Linked DNA regions of Sus scrofa: region 1 is linked to region 2. Evidence: chromatin contacts called from public HiChIP or PLAC-seq data. All regions are on one chromosome and are shown on one strand. The core of a region is the stretch at or near the end of the contact, and the rest is flanking DNA. Distances in the headings are between cores, read along the strand shown.

Region 1 (4,187 bases), core at 658-3,157, 39 kb after region 2:
CCGAGCCACGTCTGCAACCTATACCACAGCTCACAGCAACACCGGATCCTTAACCCACTAAGAGTGGCCAAGGATCGAACCTGCATCCTCATGGATACTAGTCAGATTCAATTCCACTCAGCCACAATGGGAACTCCCATGCTGGGCTCTTAAGGTTTATGTTCATACCTCCACATGGCAAACACCTCTATCAGAGAAATGGACACCTGTCCCTGGCACACAGTGTGCTCAATGGATGCTGATCTCAAAATAAAAACTTTATAAATAAGGACAGTTGAAATATTTGGGTCCTGACACACAGTCATTGCCTAGTAACTGTTGATCTGATCACCTTTATATAGCTGGTACCCAATAATACATAACAGTTACAAAATGTGCTTGGAGTTCCTATCGTGGCACAGTGGAAACGAATCTGACTAGGAACCATGCGGTTGAGGGGATTCCTGGCCTCACTGAGTGGGTTAAGGATCTGGCGTTGCTGTGAGCTGTGGTGTAGGTTGCAGATGCAGCTTGGATCCTGCGTTGCTGTGGCTGTGGCATAGGCTGGCAGCTATGGCTCCAACTGGATCCCTAGCCTGGGAACCTCCATATGCTAAGGGTGCAGCCCTTAAAAAAAAAAAAAAAAAAGTGCTTTATAGGAGTTCCTGCTGTTGGGCAGTGGGTTAAGGATCTGGTGTTGTCTCTGCAGCAGTTTGGGTCACTGCTGAGGCAGAGATTCCATCCCCAGCCCAGAGAAGTGGGTCAAGGATTTGGCATTGCTACAGCTGTGGCGTGGCTCACAGTTGCGGCTCAGATTTGATCCCTGGCCTGAGAATTTCCATATGTCAAGGGTGTGGCAAAAAAAATGCACTTTTAATCTCAAAAGGGTCATCAGTATGTGAGGAGTTAGTTTTACCACTGTCTAGGTTCCTTAAAATGGTGAGTACAGGAGTTCCTGCCTGGCTCAGTGGCTAATGAATCTGACTAGGAACCATGAGGTTGAGGGTTCGATCCCTGACCTTGCTCAGTCGGTTGGGGATCCGGCGTTGCCGTGAGCTGTGGTGTAAGTTGCAGACGTGGCTTGGATGCCATGTTGCTGTGGCTCTGGCGTAGGCTGGTGGCTACAGCGCCAATTAGATCCCTAGCCTGGGAACCTCCACATGCCGTGGGTGTGGCCCTAGAAAAAAACCAAAAAAAAAAAAAAAAAAGGTGAGCACAGGCTCAGGTATACAGTAGATGCCAAATGAATGTGCTTTGATTTCTCAGCCGCTTGTAAACTACAAGATGCCCAAAAACATGCAGACTCAATGCTTATGTCCATACCTCCACATGGCAAGTACCTGAGAAACTCGCACTTCTTGCCTGGTATCCAGAAGGACTTGATATAAGAGCGGGCCTATTCTCTGTACACAGTAGGTGCTCAATTAATGCACGGGGCGAGTACTTTGAAAATTATGTAGGGGTTACAAAGCATGAGGGATTATTCAACTCACACTTGTGTTTTCCACCCACCCACAGAGGACATGCACCCAGTAGGTGCTTACTAGATGCTAGGATGAAATAAACATCCCAACACCCTCCTTCTTCCCTGCACTAATACATAGTAGGTGCTCAGGGCATGCATAGTCCCTTTCCTCACATATCAATTTTTCCAAAGCTGCTGTCTCATAAGTGCATGTTCACTTCCCTTGTGTGGCAGCAGCTCTCTGAGTGCCTGGTCCCCTCCCTCGTCCAGTCTGTGCATCCTCTTTGCCTGGCAGCGCCTCCATAAGTGCACTGTCCTTTCCCTGCACATAGCAGGCGCCTCTAAGTACCTACTTTCCTCTGTACACAACAGGTGCTCAACATTGCCAAGATCCTTGCCTTCAGTCAGCAAGGGCCCCGAGATGCCAGCAGAATCCAGATGAGGGTGCTCCTGAGCAGCTCCTGGCCCACGCAGAGGCCCCGCCCCCAGGCCACTCTGAGCCCCGCCCCCAAGGCCCCGCCCCGCGAGGCTCACTTGTCAGGCTTGAGGTCCCGGTGCACAATCCCGTAGTTATGCAGGTACTCCAGCGCCAGCACCGTCTCCGCAAAGTACATGCGGGCCATGTCCACGGGCAGCGGGCCCATGTTCTTTAGGAGGGTGGCACAGTCCCCACCTGCAGAGAGGCGGATGTGCTTAGAGAGACCCTTGGCTGTGCGTGCCCAAGACCTGTGCCTGCATGACCTCCCGACCTCCTGCAAAGCAGCCCCAATCTGTCCTGAATCAGGAACTGGGAGCGGGAGGGTGGGCACACCCTGCCTTCTGATTTCCTCCTGGCAGGGCAGCAGCTTTTGTAAGCAAACAGTCCCTCCCGCTGCACACAGCTGGTGCCTCCTAAGTGCCTCCTCCCTCTCCTTACCTGGAAGCACCTGGGTAAATGAACATCCCTACACTTACCTGAAGGCTCTTCTCTTTCCTGAACTACAAATGCGATCCCACAACTCCTCACCCTGGCCCCCAGCCCAACCTGGCCCTTCCCACCGGTACCTCCCTCCCTAGCCTGCTTTTATGCTAGCCTCCAAGCCTCTACCTACCAGTCCCCTCTGCCTGGGCTGTCCATCCTGCCCCTAGAGCACTCTTTGGGCTCCCCCAGCTCCAGTCCCCCCAGGCTAGCTCCCCCACCACAGACTGAGGCCCCCCCCGGCAGGCTGGGACCCCATGGAGGACCCCAGCAGCCCCTAGCTTGGTCAAAGGAGGGACTTTTTCCTGGATAAGGGATGAGCTCTCCATTGCTGGAGGCATGTAAGCCCCCAGTGACCGCACCTTCCACATACTCCATGACCATGCATAAGTGGCGCCGGGTCTCAAAGGAGCAGAACATGCTGACCACAAAGGGATTCTCGGCAAAGGTGAGGATGTCGCGCTCCACGAAGACCTGCTGGATCTGGTTGCGCAGGATCAGGTTCTGCTTGTTGATCTTCTTGATGGCGAAGCGCTGCCTGGTGTCCCGGTGCCGCACCAGGTAGACAGCCCTGGAGGGGGCCAGGCTCCTTGAAGCCGGAGATCCAGGGCCCGGCAAGCACCGGGATCTGATCTGGACCCAGAACCCAAGCTCCTGTGCCTCTGCCTGTGCTGCGCCATCCACCCAGGGCACCTGTTCTCCTTACCTAGCCCTTCTCCCAAAGCAGCCAGCCCCTGGATTTAAGCCTTAAGCCACCCTCCCTGGTATCATATAAAGAGCCAAAGATGTCCCCTAGGTTATTTCTTCACAGCTGGCTGAGACCCATTAGCTCAAAAGCTCCTCTGGCTCGAACTCAAATTGCTTTAAATATAGCTCAAACAAGCAGAGTTTTAGCCATTTAGAGCCTGAGGGTTTGCATACTCTGCAGATAAGATAAACGCTGGGGCTATAAAGACCCAAAGCTGCTCAAACTCTCAGCCCCAAAGAATCCCCACTGTACAGCTGACACAAAAGCCTCCTCCACAATCCCCTCACACCCCATGGTCTCTGTCTTTTTCTTTCTTTCTTTTTTTTTTTTGCTTTTTAGGGCCACACCCGGGCATATGGAGGTCCCAGGCTAGAGGTCAAATTGGAGCTACAGCTGCCAGCCTATGCCGCAGCCACAGCAACATCAGATCTGAGTTGCATCTGCGACCTACACCACAGATCATGGCAATACCGGATCCTTAACCCACTGAGTGAGGCCAGGGAGCAAACCCGCAACCTCATGGTTCCTAGTTGGATTCGTTTCCACTATGCCACGAAGGGAACTCCTCACCACCCTCGTGGTCTTATGCTGTAAGGGATTCCCCTCTCCTCCCCCCTCCCCCCAATGCAAATCTGTCAAAGTGGTACTTAAACAATGCTCACTGCCTGCTATTGCCATCCAGTGGCCACCTTTTTCCTTGATCAGTCCCCAAATTTCTAGAACCTCCTACCTCTGGGGCAAGTAAGGGTCGAGATCATGGACAAACCCTTCCAAGGCCATGCCCTGGGTGTCTGCTGCCGGGTGTCTCCACTTCTCTCTGCAGGCCTCACTTTCCTTGTCTGCACCCTCAGGGCCCGCATGGGCTTCAGCTCTCTGTGCATCTGAGAAATGGGTCCACAGGGGACCCGAGGACTCACCCATAAGCTCCATTGCTAATCAGTTTGATAGTCTCAAAGTCACTCTCACATGGTTTCCTCCGTGAAGGGCCGACCAGGGCACGACTCTGGGGGGCGAGAGGGTGAGTCAGGGTGCTGCCC
Region 2 (4,151 bases), core at 974-3,473:
AATAAAGTGGAGACAGGGAAATTCCCCTTGTGGCTCAGCGCTAACAAGCCCGACTAGTGTCCATGAGGACATGGTCGGATCCCTGGCCTCGCTCAGTAGGCTAAGGATCCGGCATTGCCATGAGCTTCAGTGTAGCCCACAGATGAGGCTCAGATCTGGCGTTGCTGTGGCTGTGGTGTAGGCTGGCAGCTGTAGCTCCGATTCGACCCCTAGCCTGGGAACTTCCATATGCTACTAAGAGTGCGGCCCTAAAAAGACCAATCAACAAACAAATGAACAGACAAAACCAACATAGAGAATGAAGAAGTGATTAAATGGAGGCACACAGGAAAAAGAATGGCGCTTGTGGCAATCCCTTCTTTTTCTTTTTTTTTTTTTTTTTACATTTAGAAAGTGGGGGACCAGGAGGTACTCTGTTCCTCTGTTCCGTAGAACAAAGGCACCTAGGCTTTAGCCCACATGACTTTTATTAAGGAAGGTGATGAGATTATTATTAGTGGGATTAAGGAAGGTGGCAAGATTAGTGGGCAGGAACAGGCATAGGCAATATTGATTGAGGTTATCTTCTTAGTGATATCAAAGAGGGTATCCTTAGGACATAAGGCAATCCCTTCTGAGTCTTGATTTCACCTTCCTTATCACCAGTAGACTCCTCAGCCTCTATGCCCCCCACTCGGGAACTCTGGGGCTGCTCACCTCCACCTTGTTCATCTTGCACTCCTGCTCGCCGTGCTGGCACGTAAATTCCCACCTGCCGCTGACATTTCGTTCCTGAAAGGCAATGGGGTAAATGCTGGCTGCCCCCCACCAGCCGCATTCCCTTCCCCTGGCCGAGTGCCCCCAGTTTCCCTGGTGCCCACACACCTGGGCGTTTCCATAGGGTACCAGTGTGACATTGAGGATTTCCCAGACCATCAGCCACGTGGGGAAGAGCTCTCGGACTAGGAAGTACCGGCAGCCATTGCACAGCGACTCATAGTAGAGGTTCACGTTGACAGGTGGAGGGTCAGACTTCCCCACGGGTCTCTGCAGGCATGGCTCACCGGCCTGCGTGGGAGAAAGGGGTGTGAAATCAAACGAAGTCCTGCTTGGTTCTCTTGCAGAAAAAGAGCTGCAAACAGGAAGTGATACACTCCTTCCAGACCTTGCCAGATGGAATCCTGACTTAAAGGCTTCACAGCATCCCTAAATCTTCCTAAATCTCAGTCTGTCTGCAAAATGGATGTGAAAAAGATTCGAAAACAGTAGGCAGTTCATGTATGCACAAGTCTTGCTTTCCTCCAGGTTAGGTGAAACTCCCCACGCGGGGGGACTGCAAGCAGTAAGAATTCAAGGCATGCTCACTTCTGATCCCTGCCGTCAATCCTGCCTTCTGAGCGGTGCGTACCGCGAAAGCATGCTCATTTGTCACTTCATCCCCAGAGCCCTGGCCGGGAGCTGAGCGAGCGTCTATACCCGCGCTGACTCCTTTTTAAATTCTTCCTCTCAGCGGGCTCACTGAACCCCTCCCAAGGCTACTGCAGAGGCGGCGCCTAATAGGTGCTGACTTCCGGCTACAGCTGAGGGGTGGCGGTCGCCCGCGTCTGTGAGCAAGTCGCTCAGACTCCGGGGCATCTGCTTCCTCCGCACCAGAAACACGCGAGCTCCTCCCGGGAGCCCCTGACGAATGCGGGTGGGCGCTTAGGTAATCCGGGCTTCCCCTGGGCTGAAAGAGAGATTCTGATTCCCGCTCCAGAGGTACACAGTAGGTGCTCAATGCACCCTGGGATGGGGTGGGGGAATTGCGGGGGGTGGGTGGGGGAATTGCGGGGGGATGGGTGGGGGATAGCTGAGCGACTCAGATTTCAGAAGGAAGCGAAAGAGAAAGGAAAGTGTGACCAGCGAGGCGGGGTGTTTTTTGAGGGGGTCAGTACCGATCCGAGAAGCACCTTCCCGAGCCCGGTCGACTCCGCCGAAGTCTGGGGAGAGGGGAGGAGCCGCCGGCCCCCTACTGGGGCGCCAGTCCCCGCTGTCCCTCCCGCCGAGTAGCCGTCCCTACCTTGCAGGGGGCCGCCCCCTGGAGGAGTGACTGCAGCGGGGACGCCGGCGCTGCCGCGGGGACCTCCAGCAGCAGCAGCAGCAGCAGAGGCAGGAACGGCAGGAGAGGCGACGAGGCCATCACGACGGAGGGGCCAACGTACGACGGCAGAAGCAGCTGCCCCGGGAAAGAGCCGCCTTTAAGCCGGCGGTGGCCCAGCCCCCCTGCCGAACCCGCCCCCTGGTGCCCACGCCCCTCGGGGGCCCGGGCGGCGTCTCTAAGCATCTCGACTTCTCTCTCTCTTTCCTTCTTTCTCTTTCTCTCTTTCTTCTCTCCTCTCTCTCCCTCTCTGGGTGTACCTTTTCCACCTGAGCTCCACCCTACCCCCACCCCCACCAGGTGCTGGGCCCCCAGTCGCATGGACCATGAGCTGCTCTTCGATCTCCCCCGTCCCTTTCCCGCAATCAGCCCCGACCAGCCGTGTGAGGCTTGAGCATCTTGAGCAGAGGTGAGGTGGGGGCTTAGAGACAGAGACACAGCAAGACCGAGAGTTAGGAGGGCCACTCTGGGCCCAGGGATCCCTCTTGGGGGCGGCCAGGTTGACCTAGCCCCGCCCCGCCTCCCTAGCCCAGAGACCCTGCCTTCCCACCCTGTGCTCTGATGTGGGTGGGGGTGGCCGATCCTCTGCCTGAGAGTGGGCAGGGGCTGCCGCATCCCCGTTCCCTCCCTCTAGCCTGGCCCAGGACCCTTCTTCCCAACTTTCTCCCCCTCCCCCTCTCAGGCTCCCCAGCCCTGAAGCTCCAGATCCAACAGCGTGGTCCCGTGAGGCTGACTCAGGCTTGGCCACAGCTGGGCCAGAAAGCAGAAGCCAGAGCAGGGAGGGGCACCTCCCTTCTCTTGGTCCCCCACTCCTGGCTTGGGGGTGGGAGAGAAAAAAATCTGGCATTTCTTCTTTCTATCCTCCAGGGCTTGGGGAGAGCAGGCCATCCCTCCTTTCAGCCAGCTCCCTTGCTGGAGGAGAAGCCGAGTCGGAGCAGTCATAACTGAAAGCCTATAGTGTGTACATGGGGTGGGGGTGAGGGATCAGCCCGTGGAAGACCCAGGATGGCAGGAATCAGCCAGAGCCAGGTTTGCCCTGGGACTGTGCTGGGCACCTCAAGTGGTGGAGCCTCAACTTCCCCTTCTGTAAAATGGGAGAAGTGAGGTTTGGGAAATAAAGCTACCAGAGGGAGAGTTGCCCCAGGCTGCGGGTAGAGGTGGCACATCTGGGTTTGTAAGCCTGGGAAGGTGTGGACAGGACAGCAGTGTGGGAGGGAGGAAAGAATGGCCCAGATAGGAGTTCCCATCGTGGCTCAGTGGTTAACAAATCCAACTAGGAACCATGAGGTTGCGGATTCGATCCCTGGCCTTGCTCAGTGGGTTAAGGATCCAGCGTTGCCATGAGCTGTGGTGTAGGTCGCAGACCTGGCTTGGATCTGGTGTTGCTGTGGCTCTGGCGCAGGCCGGCAGCTACAGCTCCGATTAGACCCCTAGCCTGGGAACTTCCATATGCCGTGGGTGCAGCCCCAGAAATGGCAAAAAGACAAAAAGATTAAAAAAAAAACAAACAAAAAAAAAACAGTCCAGATAAAGGCGAGAAGGCTGGGAGTGTCAGGGAAGTAACTGAGACATTCAGACTTTGTAGGGCCTTGACGGGACAAGGGTCTGGATTGCACGGGAGGAAACACCCATCCCTGGCCCAGAAAACAGCCCAGTCCCCCAGCCTCCCTAGCCTGGTCCCTTCCAGTTCTGGGGAAACCCCAGCCTGCATGGCCACATTCATGGAAGCTGGGGTTCCCCTGAAGTCCCCAATAGCTGGACAATCCCCCATCTGACCTTTTGGAGCCATTCACAAAACCCATTTCCTTTGTAGAAGCTTCTGCAAGACTAAGTAACCCCGCTTGGGGCAACTAGTGGGCGCTCCATGCTGTACTGGGCAGGACAGAAAAAATAACAATAAACAGAATTGCTACGATTTTCCCAGTGGTTATTAAGCCCCAGCCCTATAGCAGGAATTCATAAACCTCACACATTTGATCATGGAACCCTCAGAGATAGCCATTGGAGGTGGGGGTAAGCAACTATTGACCCAACT

Evidence for each region. HiChIP or PLAC-seq counts read pairs in DNA pulled down with a chosen protein or histone mark.
Region 1: a contact with region 2 is called in an H3K27ac HiChIP or PLAC-seq map of alveolar macrophages. The contact joins the enhancer-like site here to the promoter of IFI30 in region 2. A contact is called at or near these places in 9 of 47 Hi-C or Micro-C datasets (blood, brain, embryonic fibroblasts and 5 more) and 2 of 2 datasets of contacts at active chromatin or transcription factors (alveolar macrophages and skeletal muscle).

Annotation. Positions count from the first base shown.
Region 1 is chr2:59,671,079-59,675,265 of Sscrofa11.1, forward strand. It overlaps MAST3 (microtubule-associated serine/threonine-protein kinase 3), which reads right to left. Exons shown (of 28, transcript XM_021083495.1): 13 at 4,068-4,153; 14 at 2,765-2,973; 15 at 1,979-2,117. Among named protein-coding and RNA genes, the nearest start is that of PIK3R2, 21 kb to the left of the region's middle. Within about 2 kb of position 1,908, at least 20 of the 83 cell types and tissues checked have an H3K27ac peak or open chromatin away from gene starts, as enhancers often do. A contact at or near this core is called in alveolar macrophages, where this site is marked.
Region 2 is chr2:59,631,491-59,635,641 of Sscrofa11.1, forward strand. IFI30 (IFI30, lysosomal thiol reductase) reads right to left here and starts at 2,224. Exons shown (of 7, transcript NM_001131046.1): 1 at 2,039-2,224; 2 at 865-1,047; 3 at 697-771. The coding sequence starts at 2,158. LOC106507303 (a long non-coding RNA gene) reads left to right here and starts at 1,285. Exons shown (of 2, transcript XR_002341594.1): 1 at 1,285-1,684; 2 at 2,046-4,031.